3 separate regions of the Mus musculus genome follow, and regions 1 and 2 are each linked to region 3. The links are chromatin contacts, called in public Hi-C and promoter capture Hi-C maps. All regions are on one chromosome and are shown on one strand. The core of a region is the stretch at or near the end of the contact, and the rest is flanking DNA. Distances in the headings are between cores, read along the strand shown.

Evidence for each region. Promoter capture Hi-C pulls out the DNA fragments that hold promoters and counts their contacts. A called contact is a pair of places that touch in the nucleus more often than the background predicts.
Region 1: a Hi-C map of liver shows a contact between it and region 3, with 6 times the contacts expected there. The contact joins two enhancer-like sites. A contact is called at or near these places in 1 of 39 promoter capture datasets (liver) and 1 of 484 Hi-C or Micro-C datasets (liver).
Region 2: a promoter capture Hi-C map of liver shows a contact between it and region 3, with 9 times the contacts expected there. The contact joins two enhancer-like sites.

Annotation. Positions count from the first base shown.
Region 1 is chr3:51,200,495-51,203,677 of GRCm38.p6, forward strand. No RefSeq gene overlaps it. Among named protein-coding and RNA genes, the nearest start is that of Gm40044, 18 kb to the right of the region's middle. Within about 2 kb of position 1,362, at least 45 of the 459 cell types and tissues checked have an H3K27ac peak or open chromatin away from gene starts, as enhancers often do. A contact at or near this core is called in liver, where this site is marked.
Region 2 is chr3:58,685,169-58,688,368 of GRCm38.p6, forward strand. All of the region lies in intron 1 of Siah2 (siah E3 ubiquitin protein ligase 2), which reads right to left. Among named protein-coding and RNA genes, the nearest start is that of Siah2, 5.6 kb to the right of the region's middle. Within about 2 kb of position 1,548, at least 12 of the 459 cell types and tissues checked have an H3K27ac peak or open chromatin away from gene starts, as enhancers often do. A contact at or near this core is called in liver, where this site is marked.
Region 3 is chr3:55,117,555-55,121,145 of GRCm38.p6, forward strand. Spg20 (spastic paraplegia 20, spartin (Troyer syndrome) homolog (human)) reads left to right here. Exons shown (of 9, transcript NM_144895.2): 2 at 1-241. Among named protein-coding and RNA genes, the nearest start is that of Spg20, 7.2 kb to the left of the region's middle. Within about 2 kb of position 1,882, at least 37 of the 459 cell types and tissues checked have an H3K27ac peak or open chromatin away from gene starts, as enhancers often do. A contact at or near this core is called in liver, where this site is marked.

The sequences.
Region 1 (3,183 bases), core at 112-2,611, 3.9 Mb before region 3:
GTCCTGGAAAACAGGTTTGGTCACCGAGAAAGCAGGGAGGGTGCCCTCATGTCACCCACAATCCCACACAAAAGGGAGCAAATGTCAGTCCACCCTCCCTCCTGCCTCTCTCTAAGGAAGGGAATTCAACCCAAACTCTGTCCCCCGGGAAGAAAACAGAATTTTGCTTTTTTTTTTTTAGACAGAGTCTCAAGTGCTAATGCAGGACTCCATATATATGTGGGGGGGGGGGGGCAGTGACCTTGAAGTTCTGCTTCTGACTGCCAAGTGCCGGGATTCAAACCCAAGTTGTCATGCATGCTAGGAGCTCTAACCACTGAGCTACATCCTCGGCTCCCAAAAGAGCCAAGGGTTTTGTTTTGTTTTAAAGAAGGGAGCTCAGAATCACAGAACCGATGACTCAGAGCTTGACAAACGTGTAAAATTAGAACTACCTACAGAGTGGCATTAGTTTATCGTTTATGAGACCACACCAAGCTACAGCAATCATAAAAATGAGAAGGAATCCACACCTTCTGGCAACAGCTAAGGTGATCTGGTTGGAAACAAAGCAAACAAAACTTCTCAATACAGCCAGTGCTGAGGTAAGAGAGCTGTGAATAACCTGACCCTTGTATCTGCAGGGCCCAGAGCACCTCCTCCTCCAGCAGCCAATACAGAAAGGCCAAAGTCATGTATAGTACTAAAGGCTCCGGGCTGGACTGAGCTCTGGTCGATAGAAAATGCCATCAATGCGTAGTCGAGCAAGAGGGAACGATTGACTTGTACATCTGACAAGGCAGGGAGTGAGACTTGTATTTCAATCGTGTCTGAGCAACATTTCACCAGCTCCGGCAGCCCCTGTGTGATCAGAAATAGATTCTGCTAGGTGGACTAGCTCACTCCCAGAATCCTTAGATGTCTGAGAAATAGGGTGTCAGGGGAGCAGAAACGCCCAGAGAGGGGTGTTATGAAGCTTGAGTTAGGAGAGAGATTCATGTTGCAGCGTTATAGAACAAAATACTCTGAGGTTCACAAGACAGGGGCCTGTCTGCCTGACTGGGAGCTTGTAACCTACAGACAAACGCGAACGTAGTAACAAGGAGTTTGACATTAGAAGCCGAGCATAGCTACCCCATCTGAAGAAGCCAAGGCTGTACCTATTGTGGTACAAGAGCACAGACTGGCTGGGGACTCGCCAGCCTCATGGTCTGCTCTATCAGATGGGTGAGCCCATCCCTAGGTTCTGAAACCTCTCGCTCTGGCTAACCAACAATATTCTGGAGAAATCACTGAACATGCTATTTTAAGACTGAGACGGGGCTCGGTAGATCGCTCACCTAGCATGCACGGAGCCCTATGTTCCACTCCAAGCATTGAATAAGCCAGGTGTGGTGGTGAACACGTGACGTCCCAGCTCTCAGGAGACAGAAGCTGGGGATCAGAGCGCCTCAGCTACGGGGTCATCCTCAGCTATGGAGAAGGGCGGGAAGGTTGGAGGGAGAGAGGGGAGGGAACAAAGGAAGAAGAGAGGGAGAGAAATGCCGTTTTAAAAAGAAAATACTCTTTAAAAAGAGTGTTTCTGGGGATGGACACAGACGTGGCATTTCATTACCGTGTACGAAACCCATGAAATGTTCCATCTTTACCTTGGAGAAGGTTCAAGGTAAACTAACTGTGCTGACTCAGACCTGGCTCAGTTTCGAGAGTGACAGTCTCGTCCACAGCAGGCTGCCTATGGTGGCTTTGGGCTAACGCTTGAGGGGAAATTCAGTTTTGCTCTCGCTATGTTTCCCTGGGGAAGGTGTTGGAAGCTGAACCTAGGGCCTTGTACAAGCAAGCATCCACGGTGACAGGAAGCTTCACTTGAAACCCAGTCAAGTTAGCATTTACTGTCTGGCTCCCAGTATGCTCAGCAGAAGTTGGGGGGCATCTTGTATCTATAGATCATGGCTCCATCTCCCTTCCCCATATGAGCTTCAAGACTTCTGTTTAATCCTCAATCTGCTCAGCTCTGGTCCTCAGACCAACCACCCTCTGGCATCCTCCCTCCCACGCTGCGGTAGCTTTCGGCCTTTCAGTGAGCTCTTTATCAAAGCTACAGGGATAATAAATTACATCCCAGCTCTGTAGTTCTTTGGTATTGGGCATCATATGTTCAGGGATAGGCTTCACGGCACCTCCTTATTCTGAGCCCTATAATTTGACCATCTAGATGACCAAGTAGGCCCTGCCTTTAGGCAGGTGCTGCCTGCCCCTTTGCCCTGTCCTAGGTTGCCCTTGCCTCTTGGCCAGCTGCCTGGATCTTGGCGGAGGTTGATATAGGGCCGCTCTGAGTACTAGCAATCTAAGGGTACATGAGTCCACTGGGCAGCTGGCCTCTGACCTTGTGCTTCTGGGTCTCCGTTGCACCACTTGGATTTTTCTGACCTCTATCCTTCTTCCAGCCCCGGATGGAAAATTCTGAAGAGAAGGAAAAATCTTAGGGCTCTCCAGAAGAGCCAACCAATAGGAGGAGACACAGGGGGATCTCTGGCGAGATTTACCAAGAGGCGTCAGCTCTCCAGCTGTGGAGAGTAATATGCCCACAATGTGCTGCCTCCAAGGTGGAGACCCAGGAATGTCAGCCCTGTGGTTTCAGTCCAAACTTAGGGAGGGAGTGGAAGGGAGGAAAAGGAAGGGGAAGAGAGGGGAGGAGAGAAGAGCACAAGGCGGGTGGGGGGAAGCAGTCTAACCATGTAGGGGCATCTAGAATATAAACATAAAACTCCCTTTCATGCCTCCTCGGACCTTATAGAAGTGGGACTCCTCACTCTTGTATCAGAAGGGGACATAGTTAACAGCTCACAGTGGTTCTGTGCACATGTACATGCAGAAGTGTTTTGAATGCTGTAATGTGTGTGTGTGTACATAGATTTGTATATATAGTGCTTGTGTATTTGAATATGAGAGGGCCATAGAGCGAGCATGGCAATCGGAGAACAACTTATAGAAGTCAGTTCTCTCCTCCCTTTCTGTGGCTCTGAGAACTCGGGTCATCAAGCTCCAAGCTGAGCTGTCTCACCAGTCCTTTTCCACATATTTTATTGTGTATATTGGATTACATACAGTGTTGCTCTTGAGGTGGCTTGCTGTTAAACCAGGAGCCCATATGTCAGGGATCCAGGCACAGCCTTGTCCCCTTCAGCAGCACAGTGATGCTGA
Region 2 (3,200 bases), core at 298-2,797, 3.6 Mb after region 3:
CCTTTTCTGGATGTGCAAAATGGAAACTCATTCTAATATCCCAGGTACTCGCTGGTGGCAGGTGCTGGCATTCAGGTGATCAAATGCATACCTATCTCATGCCTCTCCTGAATGAAGGCTTTACATGTCTGAATAAGAAGTGCTGCTTAGCCTGGCTGTTATACACCAATGGTATACATTGTATGGAGCTTACAAGAAAGAGCTGTAAGGAACAAAGAGACTCCAATTGAATCTCAGGCTGGTACTTTCTAGGCCAGATTTACCATACTTTTTAGCTGGCTTCTAGTCTGGCTGTAGGAAGGATAACTTTAGTGGCAGCTGACTTTAGTTCCAGGTTGTGCTAACCAGGTGAAACCTTTGGTCAATTACATCAGAACCAACCTTCAATTTTAGCACTGCTTTGCAATTTTGTAGCCTTCAATTCCGCTTGACATTCAAAAGCTGAACTGTCAATCTTGTTCTTTAAAGTACTGACCCTTGGAGTAATGGGTGAGAGTTCTGGTTCTTCGTGTACTACTCTAAGTCTCTGGGCCAACACGGTCAATTTCAGGCAACTGTAAAGAATATAGAGACAGCTTCTGAAGACAGTGACTCATGGGAGAAGTTTTGAGACTAAGAAGAAATCTTTAAACATATTTTTGCAAGTGGGCTTCCCTGTCCCAGCACAGTACCACCAGCTGGCCTCCATTTGCACTGGTGAGGAAGGACCTTCTATGGCCTTTTAAATCTGATCTCAATATATCCACCATGTAGGAAGTCTATTTATTGTCGTAGATGAGCTAATTGGCTCAGGGAAGTTCACACCTAGATCATAGCTAGGCCTTCTGAGAACCTGGCTCTTCTGCCTTCTCTCTAGTGATTTTGTTCCCATGACCACTTAGCAGATTCTAGAATTTTAGGGCAAGAAAAATCTCCATTGTAATCATTTAGCCCTGGCCCTGCTTCTAAAGACCCCCAAAGGCTAAAAAGGAACCACTTTGTACAAAGTCAACGAGCTCCTGGGACAATGGTTACATTCTATCACTGAGCAGAATGAATGCCTCGTAGAATATAAAGACCTAAACAAAGAATGTTACAGAAACTGTGTTGAGTTAGCTCCAGGTGCTTCCTCCCAGTCCCATGCTCCCAGAAATAGGACTCAGACTCAAATATCTTGGCCATATATCTAGGCTCTACTCTGACTAGATCATGACTCACACAACCCAATTATTTTAACCTACACTCTGCCCCGTGGCGGGTTCCCTGTGCTCATGACCATGTGTCCATCCCCTCATATCTTCCCAGGCACCTAGATCTTCTACCTTGCTCTTCTCCAGAATTCGTTTTCTGCCGGGATGGCCTGCCTCCAATTTCCTGCCTAAGCCATAGGACAAAGGCTTTTTAACTGACACGTCAGATGCATCCATACAACACACAAGATAATTTTTCTATAGCTGTCAGATTTTCACATCAGGTATGCAGAGATCTAGCTCAGTAAACACTGCCTAAAACAGAGCCAAGCAATGGCTGACCCTAAGCAGAAGGAATTTGGCATGTAGATATAGACAGTTTGCCCTGTTAGTACTGGCTTTATGTTTGAATTTGGCCAAAGGTGAGCGATTCAGGGAGGGATCAGGGGTTGAGATTTGACATCAAAGTCCAGTTTCTAGCTTTTCTCTTTTTTCCCCTCTATGAATGCCTGGCATAGCTGTCTCCACATTCCCAGCTCCTATGCAGGAGTAAAAGGTTGCCCTTTGGTGTTTTTGGATAAGGAGTCTGCCTATGCTGTCCAACATACTGTAGGAAATACTAAACCTCTCTAGTCCTCTCATATCATTCTACGACATGTTTTCCATTTGTATTTATCTTCTTTCAAAGTTCCTGAAATGTGACTACATATCACCACTGAATTTGAAAGCCTCAGCAAGTCTTTTCTGAGGTTAGAGTGTAACAAGGTTGCTTTGTTAAAAAAAAAAAAAAAAAAGAGAGAAAGAGAAAAGGTCAGACAACCTAGCTGACACTTTAAAGGAGTGGCCCTATGTAATACAGTTGAGACAGACTATCTAAATACTCCCAGAGACTAGCGCAAGGAAGACAGGTAACAGACACATACAGCCTCAGGGGCTGGGGAAGCCTCTTGTCTTTCAACAACCTTCCTAAAGCTGTGACCCTTTAATGACCCTTTAAACTTTTACTCATGTTGTGACCACCCCCTCACCCTCATCCCCCCCCAAGCCCCCAATAAAATTATTTAGTTGCTACTTTATGACCGTAATTTTGCTACTGTTATGAATCATAATGTAAATACTTGTGTTTTCAGTGATCTTAGGCGATGCTTGTGAAAAGGCCGTTTGCCCCTTTTCACTGAGAATCCCTGTTCTGAAGTAGAGAGGCTGAGGAGCCCAGGCTCCTCAACAAGAGAGCAGCCCTACACTGAGCTGGACCATCTGAGCTAAGCACACAGACCTGCCTTGTTTCCAATCTGACACAGACCTTACTCCTTAATGCTTTTTCATCTCCAATGAAGAGTTTTGGTGGCTGCAGTTAAGTACACATCCAAATTTGGCTTTTCCACACCAAATGGTTGAGCTGCCCTGCTCAAATAGTTTGGATTACTGCTTAATCAAATGTAAGGGATACACACTCCAGTTTTATAAACATCATAAATACACACACACAAAAGTAACCCTAAGACCTATTATAAGCTTGGCTCCTGATCTGCATGATGGCTTGGCCCAACTGCACTCTCATAAACTAGATTGAGAAAAGTACTCTACATGTAGTCTTAATTTGCAGATAGTATATATTAAGTGACCCAAAAAACTCCACCCGAACACTCCTAGAGCTAATAAACCATTTCAGCAAAGTAGCTGCATACAAAATTAACTCACAGAAAGAAATTTATATATGAATGACAGAGAAAGAAATCAGGGAAATGATATCTTTCACAATAGCATGGAATAATATAAGAAATCTTGCATAACTTTAACCAAGCAAGTGAAAGAGTTTTTTGATAAAAGCTTTAAGGCACCAAAGAAAGAAACTGAAGAAGATACCAGAAGATGGAAAGATTCCCCCATGCTCATGGATTGGTAGAATATAGTAAAAATGGCCACCTTACCAAAAGCAATCTACAGATTTAATGCAATTTCCATACATATTCCAATTATTCACAGATCTTAAAAGGACAATTCTCAGCTTCGTATTGAAACACAAATAAA
Region 3 (3,591 bases), core at 632-3,131:
TTCCGGGGAGTTTTCATCCGTGGGAGAAGACTTCTACAGGAACCGTTCCCAGCCGCCCCCTCTTGAGACCTTGGGGCTCGATGCAGATGAGTTGATCTTGATACCAAACGGAGTGCAGATCTTTTTTGTAAACCCTGCGGGAGAGGTCAGTGCTCCCTCGTACCCTGGGTATCTGCGGATCGTGCGGTTCTTGGATAATTCTCTGGATACAGTTCTGAACCGCCCTCCTGGGTTTCTCCAGGTAAGCCCTTCCAGACAACATATAAGCATAAGCCAGAAACATCCCATTTTCATTTCTTGACATATACCATGTCCAGGATATGAGCAGAGGAAACAACGGTTCTACTGGGTGCTGAACACATCCATGTTTGTGTGTGCTGGGAAAGTTGTAGCTGGCCTCTGCTACTTTGTGGGTTCTTTCCCCACCCTTCAGATCTCCTGGTTCACCCCATCACTAGAAAGGAGAGAGAGAGAGGGAGAGGGGAGAGGGAGAGAGAGACAGAGAGCCTTGAATCTGATTTCTTTCTTCTTGTTTCTTCTTTGAGCACTGACTATTAACAAACCTCAGCCAACCCCCCTGAAAGAGTACTGAGCACCAACCCTACCTCTCAGGGCTCCCAGACGTCCAAACATCACACCGACTATCTGCAGCTAGAGCTAGAGGCAAATCATCATGAGCCACTGTGGAGCAACCCCGTATCCCCACACCTGGGAGTAAAACAAATGCATGCTCAGTTCTAGAATTCTCACTACAGGGAATCTAGTTTGGTTTTATTTGTAATTGATTTTAGGACCCAAGAGAACAATTTTAAAAAAAAAAAGATTAATTTATTGTATGTGTATGAATGAGTACACTGTCACTGTCTTCAGACCCACCAGAAAGAGGGCATCAGATCTCATTACAGATGGTTGTGAGCCGCCATGTGATTGCTAGGAATTGAACTCAGGACCTGAGCCTTCTCTCCAGCCCAAGAGAACAATTCTTTATCAGAAGACGTGTTACTTAAATTTCAAAGGGAATTTATGTGATACATTTGAATACGTAACTGAATATCCACAAATGTTATCAAGATCAACCGGAAGTTCTAAACTGGCCTGGAATCAGTCAGCCAAGGGCAGTTTTGCCCCTTTCGATCACATGACAATGTCTGAACCTGTTTTCATCACAGCTGTGTAATCAAGGTTCCTATAACTATGACCAAATGCCATGGCCAAAATGAAGGATGGGGAGGAATAGATTAATTTGGCTTACACTTCCAGATCAGTCTATCACCGGAAGAAGTCAGGACAGGAACTCAAACAGGGCAGGAACCTGGAGGCAGGAGCTGATGCAGAGGCCATGGAGGGGTGTTGCTACTGGCTTGCTTCCCATGGCTTGCTCAGCTTCATTAAAGAACCCATGACCACTGCTAGCCTATGGATGCCACCACCCTCCATGAGCTAGGCCCTTGATCACTGATCACTAGTTGAGACAGCTGGATCTCATGAAGACATTTACTTCTTCAACTGAGGCTCCTTCCTCTCTGATGACTCTAGCCCTCGTCAAGCTGACTGACACACAGACCAAGTCAGTACAGCAGCTGAGAGCTGGTGTATTAGATAGAGTGGTCAGAGAAACTGCTAAATGCCCCATCAAGAGGAAAGTTATCTGTCCCTAAACCTTAGTCAGGCCAGGGTTCAGAAGCCCTGGCCTAGAGGGCTGCACTGCAGACAAGAGCAAGGACTAATTTGAAGTAAAGATGTGTGTTGCGTTCAGTGGGGTCTTCTTAGGGTGCAGACCAGCAACAGTCTCCTGGGAAAAGGTTGGGCATAGGTGCAGAGACATGGGCTTTTGAAACTGGGTCACAGTGTACTGTCAATGGATTTGTGTTTAAACAAAGCAGTTACCTGTTCCCAGATTCAGATAAGGTAATTTTGCCAGACATTGGCCTTCTGTAGTCCTCCTAATGGTACTTTGTCCTGGTTCTTATGGAAGCCAACTTGAAAGTCATTAGCAACAATTGGAAGCTTATCAGAGGTCTGGAAAACAGATTCCTTACTGGGCAAGAACTGACTTACTGACTTGGTTATCTTAAGGAAGAAGTCTCACAGGTCTCATGACTGAGGGGAGGGGAGGGGCCACGGAGAGTTTCTGCCAGTTGTGTAGTCACAGCTCTGAGAACACTGGATCCTTGAAACTGGAATAGCCGGAATTGGGCGCCAGAAACACGCCTTGGCTGCCAGATCTCAGCTGCGGAGCTGCTCTGGTTCCAGCAGCAGTTTGTCTTCATTTATTTCATTTGGCTTTTGACTGGTTGTATACCTTGTTTTGGGTCCTAAATAAGAAGTAGAATTGTACCCCAAGTTTAATACGTCATCGCTCAAATATTTGCAGCACTGTTCTGATAAGGAGTTAAGGCATGTCTACTGAACCTATTTATCCTATAAAACAAAACAACAAAATAGACAGTAACAACACAGCTATCTATTAGACATTAGGTAAACTTTCCTGGGCTCTAAAAAATCATTATTAATATGTTTAGGACCTGAGAGTAAGGTTATTTTCAATAGGCAGATTTTCTAATACATACTAAATAATTAACCACTGGGCTTTTCTTTTGTCTTGTCCCTGGCACCACTTATACTCTACAAAACATTGTAGTTACCTTTATTCTAATCTACCTGAGTGGATTTTGAGATAGAAGATAAAATCCAATCATTAAAAAAAAAAAAAGGACTTGACAGTACTTGCGAGGCTTGCCAGGACCAGCGCCGGGCCCTGGGCGCCCAGTCCACACATGTATCTCCTGCTGTCAGAAAGGGGCTGGTGTTGGGGTGTCTGAGTTTCGCTTGTCTCCATAGACCGTCCCTCGGCTTTCCTCATGGTAGACAGTGTTCTAAGGCTGGGTGGTTCCGTCTCAGTTGCTACAGGGGTGTAATAGATAAGAAATGAATGTATTTAGGAATTCTGATTTAGACAGCCAGGATATGCGCTTAAGTCTGAGTGTTGGGACAAACTGACCTTCCCATTGGTACCACAGTATCATTTGTCACAGCTAGTGACAAGCCATGTTCTGCTCTGTGTCTGACACATTAGGTTCTCTGGGCAGTAGCAAAAGCAAGACCTAATTAAGTAGTCACTCTGCATCTCTGACAAAGTGTGACAAAGCTCAGGGGCAAGCTTCACTTTCCAGTTGTCAGTACTGAGCCTGCCTCAGTGGCCTGCCTTCGCCTCAGTGTTTGTGATGACTACCAGTCAACATTTTCCCAGGGGAAATGACCTGCTTGTCCGTGGGGACGGGTGAAGACTATGTGGCATGTGTATACGGTGGGACACCATGCACCACAGAAGCAACCGGCGCTCATTCTGTTGAGGGAATCACCTGACACAGTCAAGTACCACAGGCTAGATCTAAAGGCTGAGAGAGCAGTGACGTTTACTGAGGCCGAGATGTGTGGGCGAAGTAGATGGGGGAGATAAAGGGTCAGTCGGTGGATAAGTTAGTTAGGAGTGACCTGCCGTGCTTTCGGGTTTTCACTATGAAGAAATAATGGGTTTCTGAAGAGATAACATATCTAACTTGCTTTAAACATTCTGATATATGTACACTC